Regions from separate parts of the Mus musculus genome. Here all the other regions are linked to region 1. Evidence: chromatin contacts called from public Hi-C and promoter capture Hi-C data. All regions are on one chromosome and are shown on one strand. The core of a region is the stretch at or near the end of the contact, and the rest is flanking DNA. Distances in the headings are between cores, read along the strand shown.

The links. Promoter capture Hi-C pulls out the DNA fragments that hold promoters and counts their contacts. Hi-C and Micro-C count contacts between places; a contact is called where the count stands out from the background.
Region 2: a contact with region 1 is called in a Hi-C map of the CH12 cell line. The contact joins the promoter of Orai3 here to the promoter of Coro1a in region 1. A contact is called at or near these places in 2 of 39 promoter capture datasets (liver and pre-B cells), 2 of 484 Hi-C or Micro-C datasets (the CH12 cell line and uterus), 2 of 115 datasets of contacts at active chromatin or transcription factors (pancreatic cancer cells and thymic regulatory T cells) and 2 of 9 other capture datasets (adipose tissue and liver).
Region 3: a contact with region 1 is called in a promoter capture Hi-C map of liver, with 5 times the contacts expected there. The contact joins the promoter of Fbxl19 here to the promoter of Coro1a in region 1. A contact is called at or near these places in 2 of 39 promoter capture datasets (liver and pre-B cells), 1 of 484 Hi-C or Micro-C datasets (embryonic stem cells) and 1 of 9 other capture datasets (adipose tissue).
Region 4: a contact with region 1 is called in a promoter capture Hi-C map of pre-B cells, with 2.6 times the contacts expected there. The contact joins the promoter of Bcl7c here to the promoter of Coro1a in region 1. A contact is called at or near these places in 2 of 39 promoter capture datasets (liver and pre-B cells) and 2 of 484 Hi-C or Micro-C datasets (B cells and embryonic stem cells).

What each region holds. Positions count from the first base shown.
Region 1 is chr7:126,702,270-126,708,614 of GRCm38.p6, reverse strand. Coro1a (coronin, actin binding protein 1A) reads left to right here and starts at 3,799. Exons shown (of 11, transcript NM_009898.3): 1 at 3,799-3,963; 2 at 5,441-5,639. The coding sequence starts at 5,442.
Region 2 is chr7:127,765,782-127,772,126 of GRCm38.p6, reverse strand. Orai3 (ORAI calcium release-activated calcium modulator 3) reads right to left here and starts at 2,312. Exons shown (of 2, transcript NM_198424.3): 1 at 1,911-2,312. The coding sequence starts at 2,138. It overlaps Fbxl19 (F-box and leucine-rich repeat protein 19), which reads right to left. Exons shown (of 11, transcript NM_172748.2): 10 at 4,464-4,682; 11 at 3,199-4,375. The coding sequence ends at 4,197.
Region 3 is chr7:127,742,825-127,749,169 of GRCm38.p6, reverse strand. Fbxl19 (F-box and leucine-rich repeat protein 19) reads right to left here and starts at 2,395. Exons shown (of 11, transcript NM_172748.2): 1 at 2,033-2,395; 2 at 720-920. The coding sequence starts at 896.
Region 4 is chr7:127,705,773-127,712,117 of GRCm38.p6, reverse strand. Bcl7c (B cell CLL/lymphoma 7C) reads left to right here and starts at 3,352. Exons shown (of 6, transcript NM_009746.2): 1 at 3,352-3,682; 2 at 4,160-4,238; 3 at 4,577-4,685; 4 at 4,781-4,942; 5 at 6,306-6,345. The coding sequence starts at 3,591. It overlaps Mir762 (microRNA 762), which reads right to left and starts at 3,631; the gene lies at 3,556-3,631.

The DNA.
Region 1 (6,345 bases), core at 2,550-5,049:
TCTATGTCTCCTTCCAGGGAAGCTAGACCAGTTGGAACTCAGACTTACTAGTTTAGGTGTGTGTGTGTGTGTGTGTGTGTGTGTGTGTGAACGTTCTAACTTATATTTCACTATACAGGAAGGTTGAGTGATTCTGGCCCGACTTGATCCGGACGCTCCAATGATGCACAGAATCTGTCTTTGTGTCTTACCTCCCCAGTTCTCATGTGGGCTATTCTGAGTAGTTTTTTCCTATACGGTGACAAGATGCTCTCTCTTAGGGTTGTGTTTTCATATTCCGTGCAAAGAGGGCTTTCCCCACCTCACACAGCTCCAAGATGGGACTCTTTTTCACAGCACAGATCAAATTAGTGATCTTCCCACAGCTAAGACAGGGAAAGTGGAGTTCACTAGACAGAAAAGCATGGCCACAGGGTGAATCCCAGATGGTCTGATTTGGAATGCAACGTCCCTAAAAGAAAACCAAGGTGATGTCACAGATGAGGACTCAGGGGATAGCCGAGTGGCAGAATGCTTGCCTGGGATGCTCCAGACCCTGAGTTTGGTCTCCAACACACGTATACACCCATACACACACACACACACACACACACACACACACACGCGCGCGCGCGCGCGCGCCTTTTTTAGTGAGAAGCTGGGCCCACCTGTCACTGAGCTAACACTCACTCTTGTGTTCTGTCAACATCTGCTTTGGAGAACCCTCCCACTGGTTTCTGTGTCTGTCCTCTATAACAGCTTCCTGTCTTCATGCTATCTTCCCCTTCCCATACTGCAGACTGCGCCTAGGCGTGTGACTGCCTAGCTTTCTCTTGCTAGCCTGTAAGGCTCACCGCCCCCGAAGGCATGGGTTTCACCGAGTTCTCTGTTTGAGTGTGAGTACTAGGCCCCCTGGGGCTGAAGGTGGTATATGTCTATACACTTCCTGCCAAAGCGAGTGAGAGCACCACCAAATAGTAGCCACCCTCAGGGTGGAAGGTGGGTTTAGGATTAAGTGAATATAGTACTTTTTGTTTGCTTGTGTTTGAGATAAGGTCTTGCTGCGTAGCCCAGGCTGGTGACCTGCCTCAGCCTCCAGAGTATTGGAATTGGAGGCCTGTACCAGCACACCCAGAGAGCACATAAATCTATAATGTTTAGAACAGTCTGGCATATAGTAGCTGCATAATAAACACTAGCTATTATTGTTTGCAGGAAAGGCTTGAGATGGGATCTCATATAACACAAACGAGCCTTGAACTCCTTACTGTAGCTAAGAATGATCTTGAGTTTCTGAGCCTCCCATCTCTGCTATCCAATATTATGGCCAATCACCATCTTACCTGGTTTTGTTTTTTTAGATTTTTTTATCTGTTATTTTTCTGAGACAGAGTTTCTGTGTGTAGCTCTTGGAACTCATAGAGAACTCATAGCTCTTCAGGCCAGGCTGGCCTCACAATCAGAGATCCGCCTGCCTCCACCTCCCAAGTGCTGGGATTAAAGGCGTGTGCCACCACCTCACGATTTAGATTTTTTTTTTTTTTTCCTGAGACAGGGTTTCTCTGTGTAGTCCTGGCTGTCCTGGAACTCACTCTGTAGACCAGGCTGGCCTCGAACTCAGAAATCCACCTGCCTCTGCCTCCCAAGTGCTGGGATTAAAGGCGTGCACCACCACTGCCCGGCCACGGTTTAGATTTTTAAGTTTTATTTTATGTCTGTGGTAGTTTGAATAACGATGGCCCCCAGAGGGGCTCATACGTTTGGATGCTTGGATCACAGTTGGTGGAGTGCTTGAGATTAATGTGGGGTCTTATTGGACATTGGAGGAAATGTGCCACTGAGAGTGGGTTTTGATGTCTCAAAAGTCCACACCAGGCCCAGTCTCTGTCTCTGTCTCTCTCTGTCTCTCTCTCTCTCTCTCTCTCTCTCTCTCTCTCTCTCTCCATGACTGTGGATCAGAATGTAGAGCTCTCATCTACTGTTCCAGGACTATGCCTTTCTGGCTCCCCCCTCCCCCGCCCCCCAAGGTGATCATGGACTAACTAACCCTCTAAAACCGTAAGCAAGCTCCTAGTTGAATTCTTTCTTTTATAAGACTTGTCTTGGTCATGGTGTCTCTTCACAGCAATAGAACAGTAACTAAGGAAATGTGTGTGGTTGTTTTACATGCCTGTATGTATGTGCATCACATGCATGCCTACAGATGGTTTGTAAACCACCATGTGGGTGCTAGGAATGAAATAAATCCTGGTTCTCTGCAAGAACAGTGAGCGCTCTTCACCACTGAGCTGTCTCTCTAGCCCGGCACCTAGCTTATGTGATGCTGGAGGCCATGCCTTTATGCATGCTATGAGGTGTTCTGCCAGCTGAACTCCATTCTCAGCCCCATTACTGTTATCACTTTAGCTGGAGACTCTAGAGTCGCTGGCTACAGTCACAGAGCCTCAGGCACTATCCAACCCTGTACTGAGTAACTGCAGAACACTTCAGACTACACCTTACGCACCGCACCGTTAGCTGTGAGGTGGGCAGGACTTCTTGTTTCTCTCCTACAGAAACTGAGGTTCAGGGAGGTGGGGCCTCTTGGCCAAGATCACACGGCTAATCAGTACAACTGGAGCCCCTTCTGTTCTTTCGAACTACTTCTACCTTAAAGAAGAGTTTCTTCTGACTGGGTCTTGCTATGTAGCCCAGGCTGGCCTCCTGCCTCAGCTTCCTGACTACAGATGACTGTCAGCACACCTGTGTCCTTGAGCTTTGCTGACACTGCGCCTCAGCCCCCTACCCTTCTCCAGAGCCACTTGTGGTGTTTCCTCTTCCTCCCAGGATAGCCCAAAGCTTTGGTAAATGGCAATAATGAAAAGAACCAACATCTTTTGGGTTTTTGAAACAGGGTCTCACTATGTAGCCTTGGTCTGGAGCTTACATGTGGACCAGGCTGGCCTTGGTTTCACTGACCCTTCTGCCTCTGCCTCCGTAGTAATGGATTTACAGGTGTGGGCCACCATATCTGACTGTAAGACCCCAACACTAATTAATACCTGCCACTCTGTAGATGCAAATCCAGCTATCCTTGGAGTGACCATCTCCATACGAAGGCAGGTAAGACTGTTATAGACAGGAAACTGGGGCTGAGATTAAATTAACCTGCCCAAGGTCACTCAAATGAGTGACAGCCAGGAGTCACAACAATGGTTCCAGCAAAGGCCTTTCTTCCTCTGCCCTTGCTACCGTGACAACCCACTCCCCTCAAGGGACAGGAATGGACCACAGCCCAGCTGTGTGTGATATCAGACTTCTGTGTGTACTCAGTGGCTTTTAAACTGTGTCAGACGGACTCCCGACTCCCTCTTCTCATGGCCCGAGAGCTCTCTAGAGGGGGAGCACTACTCATTTGCCTCCATAGCCCCAGCACAGAACAGGTGCTCCATAATGCCCAGTTATTTTACTTCTTCCGGGCCTCAATGCCACGAAGCAGAGGACAAGGGTGTCCCCGCTGAAGCCCTAAATCCCTAGAAAGGAGAAATGACCCCCCCAAGGCCTCCCAGAAATCCATTTGGGGTAACGACAGGAGAGGTCCCTCCTGTAGCAGAGAAGGCTCTCAAGCTGGTTGAAGCCGTTCTAAAGCTTTCTCCGGTGCCAGGGAAAGGACCTCGAGGAGGCAGCGGGCGGCTGGGGGAGGGATGAAGGAACGGGATATTTTTGCGTTCTGACATTAAAAGAAGAGTTGATTCGCGTCAGCATCTGTTCGGGGGTTGGAGCTGACAGCATGGGGAGCGGTCCCAGTCTTGCAGCCCTGGAGCGAAGGGCCGGGCCTCCATGAGCTCCGCCCAAAGGGGCGCTACCACCCGGAGGAGGCCGGCGCACGGCCGCTGCTCATTCATTGTCTTGACAGAGCATCCTCGGTGGCCAGCCTGCAGCTCCTCCATCCTTCTCTCCTTCCTCCTCTACTTGGGAGGGGTCACGCTCAGCTCTCCGCAGCAGGTGAGGCTGGGCGCCGGGGGAGGGCTGGTCACAAGGGCCAGGCAACGCTGCCATGGGCCACCTGTGGGGCCAGCGCCAGTGTGGGGGCAGGACTGTGGGACTGTGGGGGCGGGCGAGCTGTCAGAGCCACCAGGCTGGGGACAGAGAGCCGGTTTGTGAGCCCCGCCAGGAGGATCGAGGACGAGGGAGTTCGAAGGGGCAAGTAGGTCCCAGAGTGCTCCAAGGTGAGGGCTAAGGACCATCGTGACCAAGATGGAGGTGGGCTCCTGGGAGCGGCCGTAGCTGGGCTCAGAACCTATGCCCCGGGGAGGGAGCTTCTGAAGGTGGGGGATGCAGGGTGGGGTGAGCCAAGTAGCTGCCCTGAGCTTTGAGACAGGAAGGGGTTGAGTGCAAAACAAGACTAAGTTCCCCTTTCCGTGGTTTCCGGGCTTGGTACCTGGGTGGGGGAGGAGGCCGGGTGGGGCACATCTTCCGCCCCTACCTTGGATTGGGCTTTCCTTCTCCCAAATCCAGACTGCTCACTGGGGTCTTGTGTCCCCTTCCTGTCTTGGAGACTTCACTCAGGCACTTCACCTGCTTTTATTTTTAATAGACCTGGGAGCCTCCTTGGTGATACCGGGGTGTGCGAGGACTGGAGTCCCAGCACGAAGGGGCTGAGTCCCCCATTAAGGCAGAGCAGATGGGTGAGGCTGGGGAGGTGGATAGAGGCTCTGGGCAGGATGCCTTCCACAGCGCAGCCGAGGTTCCTTTACTGAGCAGGAAGGAGGAGGGATTGGGCACAGGATAGAGGCAGCCCCTGGGCTTCACTAGCTGGCTGCCTAGCCACAGTGGGTAACCATCTTAGCGGACCTCAGGGAAGTCAGGGTGGGCCTCTCCTGAGTGTAGTTTAACGGAAGCAGAAATGGCTCAGAAGAACATCTGCTTTTTTTCTGAGCGGAGGTTAGGAGCAGAGGTCTGGGGAGATGCTGGGACCCAAGCCATTGCTGCTTCTTGTAGCCAGAAACCTGGGGAAGCCATCCTGCTACTGCATCCCTTCCTAGGCAAGCTGGCTTGCATCCCTCTGTGTGCCATCCCTGAGCTGGAAGGCCAGGGAGAAGCCCTGCCCTGCCTTTAGGAAGCTCTGTGTGAGGGATGTGGGATCTAGAAGAGTTCGATAGGAGGGAACCTATCTCCAGACTGTCTGGACCACTAGGAAGGAGGCACTGTGTCTTAGTCAAGAACCAGACCCTTGGAGCCACACCATAGCAGGCTGTTGTAGGGGCTGATGGTGCAGGATTGAGGGTGTGGCTTGAAGTGCCTGGGAATTTGACAGAAAAACTGGGGAGGGTAAGCAGGGAGATAAGCAAGCTGTCAGTCATGGTCAGGGTGCCTCAGACGCCATGCTGGAACCCTCAAGGCCAGGCCAAGGGTTGCTCTGGGGATGACAAAGTGCGGCTGGGATTGACCCAAAGAAAAGTTTACAATCTGTATCCTTCAGGATGAGCCGGCAGGTGGTTCGCTCCAGCAAATTCCGCCACGTGTTTGGACAGCCAGCCAAGGCTGACCAGTGCTATGAGGATGTGCGCGTCTCACAAACCACTTGGGACAGTGGCTTCTGCGCTGTCAACCCCAAGTTCATGGCTCTGATCTGTGAGGCCAGTGGGGGAGGGGCCTTCCTGGTGCTACCCCTAGGCAAGGTGAGCTTCCGGAACCTCAATGGTCCTGGGGAGGACTCTGCTGTCCATGGAGACTGTGGGGTCCTCAGTAGCTGACTGTGACCCAGCTTCCCTGGGGTTCTGTGTTGATATCTGTAAAATGGGACAGGGCCATTTGCTACTTAAGCTCTCTGGGGACAAAACAAGGGGGGCAGGTCCCCCAAATCTTGGCTTGGGGTTTTCTGCTAAGGATAAGGCTGCAGGTCTGGCGAGGACTTTGGGGACCCTTCAAGCGTAAGCCCTGGTGGAGACGAGGCAAAACCCTTTTTTTTCCTCCCCTCTGAGCCTGCTGTTCTTCAGCTGAAGTTCACTCCTGGACTCCTCAGGGGGTGAAACAGGAAGGGGAGATAGGCCCCAAGTTTTACCTTAAAAGGGCCGATGGAAGCAGAAGAGAAGAGGAAGTGGTTGTCGGGTTGAAGCTGGGCCTGCACCCTGCTCAGCTCCTTACACAGGAAGCAGTTGGCTCTCGGAAGAGGCCATTTCCAAACCTCTGCTGCTGTCTAGAGGCATCAGACAGACCTCCAGGCCCAAATCTATAGGACACATCCTATAGCACTCTTCTCACACTCTCCTCTTGGGGACCACAGCCCCATGCTCACCCTGGGTCCATGGTACCCACACATGACACTGAGAAAGAGGGCCAGGATCTTGGCCAGAGTCTCATTTGGTGCTAGCTTTCTTGGGACTA
Region 2 (6,345 bases), core at 1,063-3,562, 1.1 Mb before region 1:
TTTGTTGAGATAGGACTTCATGAAGCCCAGGCTAGCCTTGACTCTCTGTATAGCCAAGAACAACCTTGTTTGTTCTTTTTTATTACCTCAAGTGCTGGGATTATAGGTGTGCTATACGCTATACCATGTTTGTTGTTGTTTAAATGGAAATTGAACCTAGGATTTCCTGAATGGTAGGCAAATACTCTACCAACTAGAACTAGGCTAGATTCACAGCCTGTGAATATGATTTGTATGTTTTAACTTCAGGCCACCTGGGTTTAGGAAGATATCTCCCATTTCTGTTTGTTGGTTTTTGGAGACAGGGTTTCTCTGTGTAGCCCTGGCTGTCCTGGAACTCACTCTGTAGACCAGGCTGGCCTCGAACTCAGAAACCCGCCTGCCTCTGCCTCCTGAGTGCTGGGATTAGAGGCGTGCGCCACCACGCCCGGCCCATTTCTTACAGATCCCGAGATTACTGTGGTGCAGGGATACAGTGGTACTTACAAAAATAAAACTGAGTATTTTGGGGAATTGGGCCACCGCAGATAGTAGGCAGGTGTGTTCACAAACAGGGATCTGGGCCAGGCTTAATTCTGGTGTCTCCCAGGGTCCAACCCAGGGTTCTTTGTCAGGACTGGGGGCGGTCCTAGAACCTACACATTCAGCCTACTGCTCCTCAGAGAAAGCCCTCTCACACTGACACCACAACGATCTGCTCTGCAACTTCTGCTGCACACTGTACTGTTCCTTTAGAAGCAGGCGGAGCCACGTGGTTCAAACACAAGCTGCTGTGCCCTTCTTTCTGTGGTGCTGATTCCTTTCAGTCAAATGTCCTCAGGAACTATGGGGCTGTTTGGGGGAAATCTGGGCCCCTTACAAGCAACAGAGCAAGAGCAACCTTTAAGATTACAGATTCTTTCGTCCTGATATTGAGGTTGCAGAAAAAAGGGAGGTATTGACCTAAGTTACTTTTATATGCCCTCACCTTAGCTCCCTCCAAGGCCTATTTACACAAGGGTACATTATGAAGGGTGCCCTCCCCCCAAGTGTGAAGAAAACTGAAACTAGCAGAGCTTCACTCCACACCCATACCCTGCGGAGCATCCTTGTCTAAACAGCAGCTTCCATGTAGTCTAGATAGCACACTGTTCTAGAAGAGCCTCCTTTGCTAAGCGGAGCTTGTTCTAACACACCTAGTTCTAGGGGGTCTCCATAAGAATCCCACATCCTCCTGGACAAAAGCTTGGCAGACCACAGAGACAGCACCTTCTATGATGTCACAACTTCCTAAAGATGGCAACTGGAGTGGATGTCGACTTGGGGCCGCACAGCTGGCCCTAAGTAGGGAGGAACCAGGACACATCTGCAGGCCACACTCTGGAATCTTCAGTTCCACTTCCCGGGGCCACTGCTGGGACCGTTAGCTGACATTATCCTCCCACACCTGCAGTTTATCAGACTTATCTGCTAGCTCCCTGATCAGCTTCCTTCCCCAGCAGCTTCCTCATGGTTTCTTAGTTTTCCCGGCAATTCTCTGTGCCTTCTGAGAGGTGGGCCCTTCAGTCAAATGACTCTCACATACACTATCCCCCTTCCCCGATCTGGTTGATATAGGCTCTCATTCAGCTTTGACTGCCTTTCAACTCTCGAGGACTTGGTAACTAAGCCACTTCAGACTTTCCCCCCACCAGTCTGCATCTGCTGACCTCTTTACTCCCTTCTTCCACGGCATTTCTGGGACCGATCTTCAGTCTGTTTATATTCCTAGAGCTGTGCCCGACATAAAGGGTTTTTCCAGTCCCTTGGGACTTAGCTCCTTCTTTTATCCTAAAGAAACCCTTTTATTCAGTCCAGTACTGGGGACCCATTTTCTTGACTTCTCCCACCACGTGCTTTACCCACCCCGTGTACCCCCTCCCACCCCTCACCATGGCGAAGCCCGACAGCAGAGCAGATGTGCGGCTGGAGGCTTTGAGCTTAGCCCGGCTGAGGTAGAGGCGGCGCCAGCTGAGCGCCCGCAGAGAGTGCTGACTGGCCCCCATAAGGTCCAGGTAGCCGCGGTGCACGAACTCCCGGTACGTGGCTGAGCCCGCGGGGCTGTCCACCTCCGGGTTCAGCGGGGCCTGTTCGCCCGTGTCCCCCTCGCCGCCCTTCATCCTGAGAGCAGTTACACCACAAGCGCAGATGGTCAAGGAGGGGCCGAGGCGCCTTGTATCCCCAAGAAGGGACGGCCCAAGCGCGGGTGGGACCCCATCCTGGGTGGCAAGGCAGACCCAGCGGGAACAGTTACGGACGCGTCTAGAAGGCCCAGGGGCCGAAACAGGAACTGGGGCAGGGGCGGAGCCCGGTGACCACATGATTGGGTGGAGCCGTGAGACGAACCCCTGCAGTCTGCCCACGGGCAGAGATCTCAAGGGACCCTCTAACCCAGGCCACGACGTGAATGCTCAGCCTCAGCTTTTGCTGGGACTTTGCTGGCCTCAGACCACCCAGTGTATGTACCTGGACATTCACAGGTGTCCAGACTTCCACACTCCTCTTTGAGCAGTCATCTCAGGAAAATTAAGCCCATTTTCCTCCCAGAGACCAAAGGAGCCCCTTCCACCATCCCTACCCACCACTCAGACTCGACACCGCAGACAGACACAAAAAGTCAGCGGCCCCGGCTAGATTCTGAGTTTTATAGCAAACCTTATTGTACAGACTTGTGGGGTTAGGGGTCCAGCCCGGCTGGGTGCCCCACTTGTCCCTCGCCGGGGTGCCTCCTCCCCTCCCGCAAGCGGCCCCACCGTCAAGCCTTTCTCCAACCCCAGGCCCCCCCTCCTGCCTTTGGTCCGCCCAGCCCCCGCCCCCAACCCGCGCACCTTCCTGTTACCTGAGGTATGTGGATAGATTCCCCTCCCCCCACCCCCATGTAGTACAATCCAGTTCCCCCTGGCCTAAGTTGAGTGGGACCTAGACCTGACTCCTCCCTCAGGCTCTTGAGACCCCACCCCCACACTGGAAGAAGGAAAGGGGTGGGAAGAGGGGAGGTGCCAAGAGTCTGTTACTAAGTTCCCACAGCAACTAAGAGGGACCGTTTCCAGTCTTAGCACTGATTTCCGGAGGTGTCCATTGGCTGCTATTTCCATGGCAACCAGGAGTGGCAGTTCCCTGGGCAAATGGGACACGAGTTTCCATGACGATGAAAGAATGGGAAGAGCCAAACTGGAGGAGTCCCATCTTGCCCATCTTTAAGCTGACATTTCCCCACCCCAACTCAAGTGAAGGGTGGAGCTGTTCAAGACAGTAATGCAAGAGAGCTAGGGGTGGGACAGTCCAAACTGGGTACCCATAGCCCAGTCTCGGTCAAGCTGGTCCCCTCACATCACACTCCCCCAAGTCCGAGATTCCCCCGGTTCAAGTAACACTTCAGTACAGATGAATGTTCAAGTATTGTGTAGAGAGCCAGGCAGGGGTCTGGGCTACCCCTCACCACTCCCCTGGGCCACCGAGCTTAACAGCAGGTAGACCCGCGGCCCCTACTCCTTGCAATAGCTGCCATTTTCAGTGACGTTCAAGGAGTCAAGGTCGGGGAAAACTGAAATCTGGGTAGAGGGAAGGGGAGAGAGGCAACCCTACGCAGAGGGTACTATCCCCACATCTGCTCCTCTCCCAGCCCCCAGTCCTGGCATTACCTGGCTTGTAGCGCCCCCTGTCTTGACACTCGGATCCCCAATTGCTCCTCTGTTTTCCCTTTTTGGCCCCCCATCCCACCCAACTGGTCTTTGTTCCCTGAACCCTTGTTGGTCTGATTTCTGCCCTCCCCACACCCATCCATCGCCTCCCCCAGCCCCCAGTATCCTGTGTACAAGATACCATGTCACCTCATTTTCCCTACTCCAGACTTGCACCTTCACCGCCCCTCCCTCCCACCATCCCTTTGGCTCAGCACCTCCCCAGTACCTCTTGACCCACTCCCCAGAGGGGATGGACAATGAAGCAGGTGAAAGGGAGAGATGGGAAGCAAAGACCCCCAGAGATATCAGTGCAGGTGGGAGAGAGGGAAGGCTGGCTCAAGTCCCTGGGCAGGAATCCCAAGTCATTAAACTGAGGAGTGCCAAGTCATGAAGAAAATAACCTGGCCTCCCAACAGGGGGTGAAATGAAGGCAAGAGGTCCAGGTTCTCTGGCTGAGTCCTGGGGAAGGGAAGGGAAGGGGGCATCGGCACCCAACTAGCTGTCCTTGAGAAGCAGTTTCTCTTCTGGGCAGCGAAAGGGGCCAGGGGGCCCAGCAGCCGCCAACCGGGCACAAGCTTCAGGTGAGAGCTGGCGGCAGGAGCGTAGGTCCAGGCGGCGAAGACGTGGGCATCGACGGAACAGTGGAAGGCAGTGGTCCGTGAGGCGGTGGCACCCTGCGTAAGGGGCAGCAGCAGTTGAGATTAGACAGCTAAGGAGGTAGCACACGGTAGACAGGGACTTCACACGGGGGATCGCACTTACCAGCGAGATTGAGGTGCACCAGTGTTTCTCGAAGAGGGGAAGTAGGAGCCGTGAGGAGGTGGACACTGGGGTCCCCAACGTGGGCGCAGTGACTCAGGTCCAGGGCACTGAGCTGGGGAGCGTGGCGCAACAGGAGCCTCAGGGAGGCATCTGTGAGCTCCAGACCAGCTAGGCGAAGTTCTGCCACCCCCTGCAGTCGGCCTCGACTCTCAGTTTGCCCTAGGCAGATAAAGTAGTATTAGCGCTCCTCCCAGCCTGTCCTCGTGGTCTTCATTATCTGCCCTACACCTGCTCCCAACAAGGGAGTCTCCTCAACTGCTGCTGCTCCACATGACTGGCTCTTCACAGCAACACGTGGCATCTCAGCTGACCTGCTCCTATCCCCTCAGGGAAACCTTCCGGGAGAGCTCTCAAGTCTCAACATTCCTCAGTCCTAAGCCCCCATCTCAGGGATCTGATACACTGTATACATTTTTGCTTTTTGACCCTTTCCTCCCTCCATAGAAACGGCAGTTCCAAGCAAGCAGGAACTTTTGCTCAATGCTCTGTCCCTAGTAGGATGCTCGGTGTCTTTACCCATTATCCAATAAACAGCACCCTCCACCCTCCCGTGACTACAGAGGCTCAACAACAGGCTTGCTTGAACTCCTTTCATTCGTTCTGCACCAGAACCCGGTCTGACTGCAGGCACCCTCCCCACACCCTTGCTATGTAACTCTGCCTGGACTGAATTGCCTGTGTAGACCTACTTGGCCTCAAATTAGCAACAATTCTCCCACCTCTACCTCCTGAGTGCTAATGCCCGATCTACTTTCTGGTATCAAGAAAAGCATTCTCAAACACAAATGAAATAGTATCTCTTCTCTACCTGACCTTTTCTGGTGGTGTGTGCAGGTTAGGCTTTTTGTTTTGTTCTTTTGTCAACTTGACACAAGCTAGTGTGTCTTCATCTGCAAAGAAAATGTCAACTTAAGAATGTTCTCCACTGTCGGGCAGTGGTGACTCACACCTTTAATCCCAGCACTTGGAAGGCAGAGGCAGGCGGATTTCTGAGTTCGAGGCCAGCCTGGTCTACAGAGTGAGTTCCAGGACAGCCAGGGCTATACAGAGAAACCCTGTCTCAAAAAACAAAAAACAACAACAAAAAAAGTTCTCCACCAGATTAACCTGCAGGCTAGTCTGTGAGGGCATATATATATTTTTTATGTTCATATCATGTTCAATTCATGACATGAGATGGCCCAGCTCATTATGGGCAGTGCCACCCTATGGGCAGTGCCACCCTGGGCAGGTAGACCTGAGTAGTATAAACATGCAGGCCGAGCAAGCCACTGAGTGCAAGCCGTGCAAGCCAGTAAGATGTGAACCTCCATGGCCTCTGCTCTGCTCCCCGTCCTGCCCGAGGTCCTGCCCTGACTCCATACTGAACTCTAAGCTGTAAGATGAAGTTAATCCTTTGCTCCCCGAGGGCCTCTGGGGACTTCATGTTTCATCACAGCAATAGAAACCAAGGCCTGGCTAACTCCCTGATACAGCATTCATCTCTCTGAGTCCCACCGTTGTCTCAGCTTCACTGAGGCTACATTCCACAAGTGGCTCTGTCCACAAAACCCTACTGGGATGACCTACACTCAAGAGACTGCTAGCCACTGCAGAGTGAGTCCAGAGGCAGCCTCCTCCCCTATCTCCGGGGGAAAGAGTTCAGAGTCCTCCTACCCCCACACTACTGGCCTAAGTCCCTGAGGTGGACTGCTGGCCCCACCCCAGAATTGCAGCAAGCCCAGAACTGCACAAGGCCCAAGATCTTAGATTTACTTTCCTTCCAAATTCTCTTGTGATAATACTGCTGAGCCTTTAACTCCACTTGAAGAAGCCAAGCCTT
Region 3 (6,345 bases), core at 1,146-3,645, 1.0 Mb before region 1:
GGGATCTAGATCAAGGGAAAAGTATCAGAAGGTGAGGTGAGGCAAGGCGCTGGGGGACAAAGGAAGGGGAAGGGCTGAGGGGTGAAAGTGCAACCAGGAAGAGTGGCTGGAGGAGGAGGAGAGGCGGGCTGCTGGGGAAAGGCCATCCTGGTGCCCCAGGCTGCTGAAAGGATGAGGGAGGCAGAAGAGAACCTACGTTTCCCAGATAACTCCGGAGCTGGGCCTTTCAATAGGACATTCATGGCACACTACTATCTAATCTTTGCTACGAAGCAAAAGAAACATTTTACAGGGAAGGTACTTGAAGTTCAGAGTGACTTGCTCAAGGTCACAAGACGGGGGTCCTGGCCTCAATTTCAAGACACCTGAAGGTGTGTGAAAGACCTGAGAAAGGCAAAAGCTTTCTCCCATGGTAGAGCTGGGTCCCCTGAACACAGATACCTGGGGGCAGGGGCATACGGCAGGGGCCGAACTCTCTACAGACCTGAGGCTGACTCTTCTGTGTAGCCCACTTTTCGACAAAGACAAAAATCAAACATTTAAGCAAGTCAGTGAAGAAATGCAGAAGTGAGTGTATGAGCAGCACCCCTAAGGGACCCCGGGGAAGCTGCTGCTGCTGGACACCCAGAGAATGCTCAGGCCCCGTACTACTACTGATGGTGCTCTGGGCAAATAGGCCTGAGGTTCCACATACCCCAGGCATGGGGCTCAAGACTCACCGCGGTGCACTGCCGAAGCAGGCACGACTGCTTCATGCGCCCGGGCCCCCCGAACTTCTTCATGTCTCGGCAGAAATGGCAGTCCCCGCACTCAGTTCGCACACAGGCCCGGCAACGACGGCAGCGGGTTCGGCGTCGGCGCGCTCCGGCCCCCGGTCCCCGGCTGCTCGACGACATTGGGGGCGTCAGCAACGCCGAGGGCTGTAGGCAGATGGTTGGTAAGGTCAGAGAGGCCTGCAAAGCCTGGCCTGAGAGTCTCCTGGCCGCAAGCTCACTACACCTCTGATGGGGGCAGAGCTTCTGTTTCTACCCTCAGAGAAGGTCAGCCTTTTAGTGTGTGTCCTGAGCAGAGGGCCACTCCCTCAAGACCTCCCGCCTGCTGGAAGGAGGGACACTGAGGCCCCTCCTCTAACATCCCAAGCCCAGGTTCCTGGAAAAGGCTTCAGATCTGTAGCATTACCTGAGGGAGCTTCAACTCATACCTGTTGTTACCCACACCCCCCATTCCCTCACTGATTTACCTCCAGATTCCAGGGGCATGCACCACACTCTTTCCCCTCTCCCTTCTCTCACGTGGGTACTTAGTCATCCAAACCTTTCAAACCTTGGTACTCTAGCCAGACCCACTCCATTTCTAGTGACCCAGTGTGTGCTCTCCACTTCCCCGGGCTGACACCCCTGAAATGCTTAGTGTCCCCTCTCAGCCCACACACAAGTCCTTGGGGGCTCCAAATTATCCAATAGGATCCCTCAGGCAATCTGGGTAATCTCCCAGACTCCCTAGGATTCTACAAGTTGCCCTAACATCTCAACAAAATTCAAGGTGGGCTCGGCTTTAGGTCTTCCCGCCCCCATTCACATCTTACCAGCCTGCTTTTCATCCCTAATTGTCTGGAATCCCTGGGGCTCTCCTGCCCCTGGAAACCAGATCCTCTGAAATCCCACATGGACTCAGCAAGCCTGGGGGGGTCTCTTCCCAATCAGTCTTAGACCTGCTTCCCCCAGGCTTCTCCCTTTCCAAGGACTTCCAGACCATCCACAGGGTATGGGGCCCTCCAGCACTCCGGGGGAGGGGCCTAGAGGGCGGCGACTGGAGGCGGGGTGGAGGGGGAGGTCTGCAAGGGGCAGCAGGGTCGGGGAAGGAAGGCCACTTCCCTGGGGTTGGAGGTTATAGGAGAGAAGGTTGGAGAAGGAGTTTGGAGCAAAGGGAGGGTGAGGCTGGGGGCGGGGAAGGAAGGGAGAGGCCAGGCTGAGGATGAATGGGAGTGGGAGCTGCCCAGGTCTGGGGGTGAGGAGGAGCCGCATGAACCCACCTCACACGTGTCCCGGGAGCCATCTCTCCCTTCTCGGCAGCTCCCGGCGGGTCGGCGGCCATCGGCGGCGGGGGGGCCGGGCGGCGCGGGGCGCTGAACGCTCAGAACGCCGGGGTCCACGGCCCCCCGAGGGCGCTCGGCCCCTCCCTCCGGCGGAGGCCGGGACAGCAGCGAGTGGAGATGGGGAGCGCCGGGGGCGAGGCCCTCCCACGGGCTGCGGCGCGGCCCTTCCAGGGGGAGGTCCTGCTCTGGGGGGCTCAGTCCCTCAGCCCCCCCAGGCCAACGGGGGCTCCTCGGGCGCAGGGTGCTCAGCTTTTGCCCGGGCCCCACTCAGTCCCGGGTATGAGTCTCAGCTCCCCACCCCCACCTTTCCCCAAAGCCCCCGACCCTTAACTGGCCCCTTCCCAGCTCCAACTGCCCAGGGGTCCAGGGAAAGACCAGGGGCCCCCCACCGTTTCCGGGGTTCAAACCCCGCCCACCGCCGGTTCCCGGGGAGGGGGGGGTCGCTGCAACCTGCCCCCCTCCCCTGGGTCCGCCCCTGTACTGCGGCCCCCTGACCTACAGAGACAGGGCGCGCAGAGGGGGGTGAAGGAAGCTGCTCCGGCCCCGCCCCCCCCAGCCTGCACGCGCCCCCGCCCTCCCCCCTTCAAACGCGCGACCCTCAAGATATAAAGATTTAAATAAAATTTGAATAAATCCACTCCTAAAATGGGAGGGTATAAGGAAAGGATGGGGCAGAGGCAGGAAGGGGGTGGGGGCAGTTGGGATGTCTTAGCACCCCTACTCCCCTAGCCTCGCGCTGCTTCGGCCCTGGGCCCAGGTCGCCGCTCTCATCCCTCCTCAGCTCCTTCCTCCTTCCTCCTCTCCTCCCTCTTCCCTCCCTTCTTCCCACCTCCTCCTCCTTTTTACTCCCTCCTTCTCCCAGAGGAACCCCGCCCCCTTCTCCCTCCTTCCTTCACCACCTTTACTTTCCAGGACGAGCGCGTGCAAAGCACGACGGGAGTTGTAGTTCTCCAAATTCTAGCACTATCGTGGGAAAAGTGGGACACAAGGGCCAGCCGGTACTACAAATACGATGGCGAGAAGGATGCCACGCTGGAAGCCGAGCATGGCGGGAATTATAGTCCAGTTGACCCGAGACTCCCCGTAGCAGGACATAGAGAAGGAGCGGGAAGAATGACTACAAGCAAGATGGCCTTTTCCCCCGACCCGACCTCCTTTCCAGGCACTCACACGCCCTCTGGTCCACAACCCTCCGCGCGTGTGGTACCTGACGGGAGTCGCAGTCCAGCTGCTGCCTTCCCGCTGCCATTTCTACTCATCAGGAACAATGGAAAGGTGAAAAGAAACGAGGACTACAAGCAAGATGGCGATCGAGGGGCGTACACCTAATAAGTCGATCTTATGAAGTGGGATGGGAATAGTAGTTTTCTAGCCTTCCTATGTTCCTTTAAGAATGCCAGAACCGGGAGGATAAAGAGACTACCGTAAAGATGGCAGGATACCTAACCTTTCCTGGCTGCTTCATTCTACCACTTGGAGCTCCTCGCCCGCCTGAACTATCAAAATCCCGCACTCGATGATGCAAAGCCAGACGGGAATTGTAGTCTTCCTCGCTCCCCTCTTTATCTTCTGTCGAGACAATGGAAGTGAGCGGGGCGGGGACTACCACAAAGATGGAGGGTGAAGGAGCACATGATGCTATGGGATTTGTAGTCCAACCGCTAATACTATTCTCGGCGGATGTGTAGGAGAGGACTACTACAGAGATGGCAACCTAGTCGCTTGCCCCTCGGTGCCGGTACCTGGTGGGTTATGTAGTCTCTGCTTTAGTTGTACAGAGAAAGGACGCTACTGTTGAAATATGTATCACCGTGAACACGCCAAATTGCTAGCGGACGGAAACGGAAAGTCTCTTTGCTCTTGGCCTCCTTTTCTAAAGGGCTTGCAGGGAAATGTAGTCCCAAGTTTTCATTCTCCAGTGGCGGAGAATTGATGTCACCTGTGGGAATCAGTGCGGGAGAGAGAAACATCGGAGTGACCTGGGAATATAGAATGTCCGCCTTTTCGGATCGTGAAGATTTCATATTTTAAAAGAACGCAAACCATAACCAATATTGTCGCGACAAGGGAGGCGTGGTTCTCTCCGAAAAGTATACCCACGCTGTTGTTCCTTATAAAGACTGGACGTCTCGCACACGATGCTTCCTATCTTAAACCTTTGCAAATTAATACCTTACACGTGGTGCGAACCAAAGGAAGACGACCTTGGAATATACAAAATCTCCTTTCCACCGTAGGAAGTCATCAGACCTAAGTTTCTTACCCGAAAGGGGTTATGATTAATACTCACCTCCACGCTGAATTAGCGTTAAAAGTATTCAAGAAAGTAACCAGTTCTGGCACGGGGCGTGTGGCTGCAGTTATTTTTTCGAGCTCCCTTTCAGCCCAGCCGTTTTGGAAGCCCAGGAATCCATCATGCCGGACAGTTAGCTTCTGCGAAAAGAAAATTGACGAGTAGGCTACCCCCATCTTAACCCCCACCCCTCCCTCTTCAGTCCTCATCTGAGTCTTCCAACCATCTCTACCCAGCACTCTTCCCAGGGGGCGCCCTCTCTCCTTTTAACAGAGGACGCACACACTGACCAAATTTTCTCAACCTGAATTGTAGCCTTTGGAGCTGTGAAGCCTCATGCCTTGTCTTTTGAGCCTTGGAGGCTTCCGGTGAACTCTCAGTTGCCAAAGGGACTGCTTTGTGCCATGTGGATGACCTCCTGCGTCCTAGAAAATTTGCTCAGTACTACCCCAAGCCAATCTCTGCTTCCTTGTCTCTGCTGGGTTTCCAGCCCTACTGGAGACTTGGTGGGTGTGGTTTTTCTGCTTAGGAAGTTAACTCCGGTCAAAACTGTGTCAAGTCTCAGTTTGCTAGGACTACTAGCCTTAACCTAAGTAGGGGCTCCTTGCAGCCCCGTAACAGTCGTGGCTCCCAGGGAAGTGTCTGTCCATTTTAAATCCACACGGCGGCGTTTCTTTCAACTAGCAAGGACTGCTTTCTGGCCTTCTAGCGCTCTCCTTGCGTGGACCAAAGTTGTACTTTTTCATCCATCCCACGTCTCCACCCAGTTGTTTACCCATCAAGTTCCTATTAAAATTCCACTGCCACAATAAAACCTTCTAGTAATTCCCAGATGAGCTTTGTTTAGTGTCCTTTCCACTAACTTGGAAGCTTGCTGGATGCACCTCACAGGTGTTGTTTGGTTTTGCCCTGCTGGGAATCAAACCAGATATCATTGATGGGAGGCAAAGCACTCTGCAAGGAGTTTACATCTCAGTCCCACCTGGAATACCAAATGCGTTCAGCCTCTCATTTGATCCTAAGAAGCCTGTAATAGCCAGGTGGCACACCTTTATGGCCAGCACTTGTGAGGCAGAGGCAGGAAGATTTCTGAGTTTGAGTAGTCCTGCCTGGTCTACAGAGTGAATTCCAGGACATTGAGGGATATACAGAGAAACCCTATCTCGGGAAAAAACAAAAACAAAACAAAACCAAAAAACATCCCACCACCACCACCACCACCAACAACAACAACAAAAGAAGATGGGCTTGAGAGAGTGAACACACAAAGAAAGATTTTTAGTTTGTATTCTACCTCAGGCAGTGACTGTGTCTTTTTCCCATTGGTTGGGGCCTGGCCTCACAATCTTATTCAGCTGGCTAGTCTGAAAAGAATTGGTGCACCGGAAATGGAGGAGGGCAAAGCAGTCACTGTCCCAGGCCATCAAATCCCTAGAATAGAGTAGTGGGCCTCTGTGCAGACAAAGGTTTGACAGGGTGGGAAGGAATGAAACATTTGCATAAAAGTCTGACAAAAAGGAAGAAATGTAAAAGATTTTAAGTCCTTCTCCAGGACACACATTTTTATCGTGTGTGATACAGAAAGGAAAACTCACAGTTGATATTTTTTTACACTCAGCTATACACAACAGATAAATGATAGAGCCAGAATTTAAACTCAAGTCCAGAGCCCAGGTTGAGAACTTCTGTAACATTTATAGACTAATCAAAATCCAGTTATGTGCATTTAACATGAGCACAGCAAAATTAGCATATAAAGTTAGACTTCTAATGTATCTTCAAAAATTCTAAAGTCAGGCTGGAGAGATGGCTCAGACGTTAGGAGCACTGGCTGCTCTTTTGGAAGTCCTGAATTTATTCCCAGCAACCTCATGATGGCTGACAACCATCTATACTGGAATCTGATGCCCTCTTCTGGTAGATGTGCACGCAGATAGAGCACTCATATACATTAAAT
Region 4 (6,345 bases), core at 2,103-4,602, 1.0 Mb before region 1:
GTCACACCCGAACAGCAACTCATTAACGTTGGGGTAGACACGGAAAGGACTGGACACACTTGCCTCTATAATTGGTTCCCAAGCACCTACTCTTGTCTTTGGCTCTGGCACAGAGAGGACCCAGATGATGAGGCGTCAGATGAAGGAGTATAGGCATATATTTTTTTTCTTTTTGCAACCTACTTTTAATAAACGTTTAACCTCTCCTCTTGCCCACCACCCATGAGAGGCAGTGGAAGAGAAAAGTTGTTAGAATATGGGGGAGGTGGACCTTCTCAGCAATAGTTCTTTGGGGGGCAAGCTTGGTCTCCTTTGTCAGCAGTTCAGTCCCATAGCAAACACCAAACACTCAGCAGCTACAGTCCAGTCCTCTAGGCAGGCAGACGCCATGCACAAACCAGCAGCTGTAGTTTAATCCTGAAGAAACTGCAAGGCTCACCAACTGGCCCAAGGCCACTGAAGCAGCAGCTGCCACAGGAACCTCAGGAGCAGCTCTTGGCTGGGTTTCTCTCAATGGTGGTGTAACCACAAGTTGAGCTCAACAACAGTATGTAAGGTGAACCAATACACTCGTGTTCTTAGGGAAGTACAGCAAGGCGGAGCAAACCACACCAATGCTCAGTGTCCCACTGACCCTGGGGTCACATTTCTACTCCTTCATCATGGGACCTTTCACCTGTGTCTGCTTCAGGACAACATTCTTTCATGTGTCTGCTTAACAAGACATCCTTTCACCTGTGTGCCCCAGCAAACTATCATTTGATATAACTGACTTTCCAAACCAGAAGTTTCCACTTGAGTGGAGCTTGTGAGAAAGGAAACTGGAAAAGCCTGCGTGAGAGGGTTAACACAAGCAGACTGTCAGAACAAAGTTCACTGGCAGAGCACACCATAGGTGAATGGTGAGGCCACAATGTCAGCAGTGGCCACACACACACACTAACCAGCAGTATGTATTGGGTATTCATGTGTGCCAAGCACTATCCTGAATGCTTGTATATACACATTAACTCATTCCATAATAGAGGAGGCAATGAGACAAATGACTTGCCCACGGTCACGCAGGTGTGACAAGCAGAGATTTTACTTCTTACCGTTTGGAAACGCTGCCAGTCATGGTGGACATGGTCACACCAAAACGTCACAGACACCCCTCACACACATAGCACAGCAGACTCGTCCTATCTAGTGACAGCGCAGCTTCAAATAAAAATCATGCGAGACACTCTCATCTTCTTCCCTTTCATTTGAGTGTGTGTCGGGGCCATGTGTGCGTCTGAGTGGGTGCTGGAGGAGACAAGAAGGCATGGACTCCCCTGGAGGGGATTTACAGGCAGTGCGACATGGGTGCTGGGAACCAAACTACTATTCTCTGGGAAAGCAGTAAGAGCTTTTAACCAGGAAGCCACGTCGTCGTCTCCAGCCCCCGCTTTCTTTCTTTCTTCTTGAGATTGGGTCTTACTATGTATCTCATTATTGGACCAGGCTGACCTCAAACATGTAGAGATCTGTCTGCCTCTGCCTCCTGGGTGCTGGGATTAAAGTGTGAGCCACCACATCTGGCCTTTTTTCTTTTAAAGGAAAAACCAAAACGTCTCTCATTTATTTTGCCTGTGTATGATGTGTAAGAGGTGTGGAGGTCTGAGAGCTGTCAGGAGTGGGTTCCCTCTTCTATCACATGGGCTCCCAATTTTTGAGCTTGGGTCATCAGGCTTTGTGGCAAATGCCTTATTCACTGAGACATCTTGACAGCATCCATTTTAAGTAAACCTTTAGCTGAACTATAATAGACACAAGAAATATTACACAAGTATTAAATGTACATCTTGACAGACTTAAGACCAGTGTGACAAGCGGGTCCCAGAAACCCCTTCTTTTGCTTGGTAGTCCCAATAGTGATCACTGTCCAGACCCCCCCCCCAAAATGTATTTGTTTTCTGTTATATATAGAATTATATGTAGGTATGTATGTATATAATTCTAATTATTCTAATTATTATTCTAATGCATGCTGTCACATCTGACTTCTTTCATCCAAGATCTCTCTTCACTGTTGCACATAGCTGGACTCTGGTGATTCTGGCTGTTCTGTCCGTGTCCATGGTAGAAATAGGTTGTAATTGCTTTTCCATTCCATTCTTTTTTTTTTTTTATAAAGATTTATTGTTATAGCTGTCTTCAGACACAACAAAAGAGGCCGTCAGATCTCATTATGGGTGATTGTGAGCCACCATGTGGTTGCTGGGATTTGAACTCAGGACCTTTGGAAGAGCAGTCAGTGCTCTTACCCACTAAGCCATCTCGCCAGCCCCTTCCATTCCATTCTTTGTGTTGTTTCCAGGTTGTTGCTACTGTGAAAAGAGTCCCAAACTTTCCAGTATTCATATCTTGGTGTTCATACAGACACCACATTTTGTCCTAGTGAGGTTTCTAGTGATGTAATAAACACCATGACCAAAAGCACCTCGTGGAGGGAAGAATGTAGTTCAGCTTGCAGTGATAGTCCGTTATGAAGTCAGGGAAGGAACTTAAAGCAGGAACCTGGAGGCAGGGACTGAAACAGAGACCTTGGAGGAATACTGCTTGCTGACTTACTCCCCAAAGCTTGTCCAGCCTGCTTTCTTAGAGTGTTCAGAGGTGGCACTGCCCTCAGTGGTGTGGGCTCTGCCACATCAACTACCATCAAGAAAATGGCCCCACAGACTTACCCATAGGGCATCTTGATTGAGGCCCTTTCTCCACCAAGGTTCCCTCATCCCAGCTGACCTAGTTTATGTCAGGCTGACAAAAAACTAGGCAAGCACACATTTCTTCTGTTGAGTGTTGATAGCTTGGGAGTGGAAAGTGTTGGAAAACGGGGTTGGTATAAGTTTTTCACTGGAAGACTATCAGTTTTCCAAAGTATCTCTACCAATTACACAACCTGATTCAAGGAATGCCAAGTTGCTCTGCTACCCCATCTACATGGTCTTTCTCATTCCCGCCATTCTGGCTGAGGAGGCCCGCTCTCCACTCGCAGCGTCTGGCGCGTACTTGGCACTGTTCATGGGACTGTTCAATGAATGAATGAACAAATTAAGTTGGGCAGCGTAGAATCAAACAGCCTGGAGAGGGCAGACGCGCGCACAGAGCATTTCAGGGACGCCCACCCGCCGCGGACGCACACCAGGACAGTCCCTCTCGCGCACCCCTGAGCCCACGTGGCCGGAACGCACCGCCTCGCTCGGGCCGCGCGCGTCCAGCCGCACAGCTGCCCCCCAGCTCTCCCTCTCCGTGGCTGGCAGAGGGCGCTGTGCGTCCGTGCGCCCCGAGGGGCGGGCCCGGGCCGGGGCGGGGCTGGCCGGGCTTCCAGGCCGGGGCTCTAGCAGCCCGCGCCGCCCGGGCCGCTCCGGGGACGGGCCGGGGCGGGGCGCGGTCTTAGGAAGCCAGGCGGGGACGCGCGGAGGCGTTGGGGAGCGAGGGAGGGCGCGGCCAACTCCCGGAGGGACGGCAGGCCGAAAGAGCGGCGCTGGGGCCTGGCGCTCAGCCTGAGATCGCCGGACCACAGGCCGCCCCGCCACGGGCTCTGTCCCGGCCCCAGCCCCGCCAGCATGGCCGGCCGGACCGTGCGGGCCGAGACCCGGAGCCGGGCCAAAGATGACATCAAGAAGGTGATGGCGACCATCGAGAAGGTCCGGAGATGGTGAGCGCTGCCCCCGGGCCAGGGATACAGCCAAGCCACCTCCTCCAAACGCGTCCGCCCTTTCCTGGCCCGCTGCCCCCGCCCACCAGCTGTGCTCTGAATCGACAGGGCGCCCCCTTTCCCCGGCAATTCCCAGAGGTCTACAAAGCGTGGTCCGGAGTGGTGCTTTCCCTGAGCGGGAGCCCTCATCTATGCCCCGCCCCCTGAAGCTTTTGACACTCTAGCAAGCTTGGCCCCGGGTCTTCATTGCCAGAGTCCCTGGCCAGGCCTTGGTGGCGCCCTGCTGAGTGCCCCAGGTGTCTGCAAAACCGCAGCTCCAAGTTATATCCGTTTCTGCTTTGCCCTGGGGTTTGAGGGCTCTTTCTGCTTCTGTGCCAGTGTTAGCGAAGCTGTCCCTACCCTAGCACACCTCCCTGACCTCCAGTCTGTGGGGCTCATCCTTGGGCCTCCCTGATCCAGTCTCCTGACCTCCCACAGGGAGAAGCGCTGGGTGACTGTGGGAGACACTTCCCTTCGAATCTTCAAGTGGGTGCCTGTGGTGGATCCCCAGGAGGAGGTGAGCAAGCCCCAACCCCCAACAGGCCTTGCATCTGTGCAGCCTCAAGCAATTTCCCTCCCAGCCTTGGCCTCCACCTTCAGTCGGCTTGGAGACTCCAGTGTGGAGCCCAGGCAGATGGTAACGATTATTAGGGGGCGCGAGCGCACTTACACACACACACACACACACACACACACACACACACACACTTTCTCCAAGTTCAAGGCCTAACTCAATCTACACAACCTGATGCAGCACCTTTCGCTTCTCTGAGCCTAGGTTTCCTTATTCGTATTGAAGGGCTTTGTAAGAGCTCCCTAGACAACTAGCTCTGATCTTACCTCTCTAACCCCCAGGAGAGGCGGCGGGCAGGAGGCGGGGCAGAGAGATCCCGTGGCCGGGAGAGACGTGGTAGGGGCACCAGTCCCAGAGGGGGAGGCCCCCTCATCCTACTGGATCTCAATGGTATGTAGAGATTCTGGAATGGAGTTGGGTGGGGGGGACTGAAGGAATCCCCTGGGGATCTCTGGCTAATTAACGCGCGGCTTTTGCTTCATCAGATGAGAACAGCAACCAGAGTTTCCATTCTGAAGGTTCATTGCAAAAGGGTGCTGAGCCCAGCCCTGGGGGGACGCCCCAGCCCAGCCGCCCTGGATCACCAACTGGACCCCCAGAAGTGATTACTGAAGATACTCAGCCCCCACAATTGGGTCAGGAGAGAGGTAGGGCCCTGTGGCTCTCAGGAGCCCTCTCATCAAAGTTGAACCCACCATCCTGTCCTTGTTTCTTATATTATGTCCTCTCACCCGGTCCCGCCTCCCTCAGGGAATCTTCCCTGACCCTGGCAGAGATCACCTCCAGCTGTGCCTCAATCCTCCGGCTTCTTAGATCTGTAGGGAGCATATCACCAGCTGACTTTTTTTTTTTTTTTTTGCAGATTTATTTCTTTGCTTGCTTATTGTCTTTTTCTGTTATCATCTCCTGTCAGCCATACCGATCTTGATCATGTGGGATGCGTAATAGATGTTCAGGGAATAAATAATTCCAATAATCATAGGGATTAATAGCAGTAGATTAACAGCTAACAGAACCGCTTGTCTGTGAGTCGTTCCTCTGAGCACTCCGAAGTTCTGTTGTTTGTTTTCGCATTTAATCTTCACTGTCATCTTTTGGGACCAATGATTCTATCATGAGTCCTCTCTGTACACGAGGAGACCAACATCCAGAGAAAGATGCCCAGACTTAAGAGCCAGTGAGCAACACCTTGGGCCTGAGCCTTCTTCAGCTCCTCTGTCTTCAAATAGTCCACCCCTTGTCTGGTCAGTACCACTTCCCAGGCGTGCCTGACTCCTGTGCCTTTGGCTCTGCCTTCTCGTTTCTCCCTTGTACCTGCTCTGGCCTCCACGCCTGTCCCCGGTGGCTGCAGAGCAGCTCTCCTAAAGCACACGTTCGAGACGGCTATTTTCCTGCCTCACATCCTTCTTCGGCTCCCCGCAGCCTCTGGTTCCTTCACTTCACACTGAGGCCTTGACAAACTGTTGCCGCCAAAATTGTTCCCCTGTCAAGAACACCATGACATGGCCCCTGGGCCATACCGAGATTGTTCCAAATACTTTTGCTAATATAAACGGATAGGGCAGGGGAAGCGTCCAGTGGTAGGTGCTTATCTGACATGCCTAAGGCCCTGAGCCCCATCTCTACTACCACAGAAATGTAAGAAATGAATGAGTAAGTGAATGAATGAACTTGCTACCTGGCACTTACTGAGCAGCTCCACCCTTGACCCCCACACACAGCAGCCTCTCGTGGTCTGACTGACACTATTTCCATTCTGCAGATGATTTAGGATCCGTGGTTGCTAAGCATCTATTTCTGTCTGCCTAAGTTCTGCTCTACCTCTGTTGTCTCCTGGCTCACTCCCCACTAACGAGATCCAACCTGACTGAGTCTGCCTTCCTTGGCAACTAGGGATCCCCCTCTGCTGCTGCCATATGTGACCAGTGCCTGCCTGCTTCTTTTGTCCCTGATCCATTCTCCCACCACAGAGTAGCTGCTTAGGAAGTCTCTCTTTGCTTGGTATTACAGATCCAGGGGGGACACCTGCAGGCGGTACTGATGAACCCCC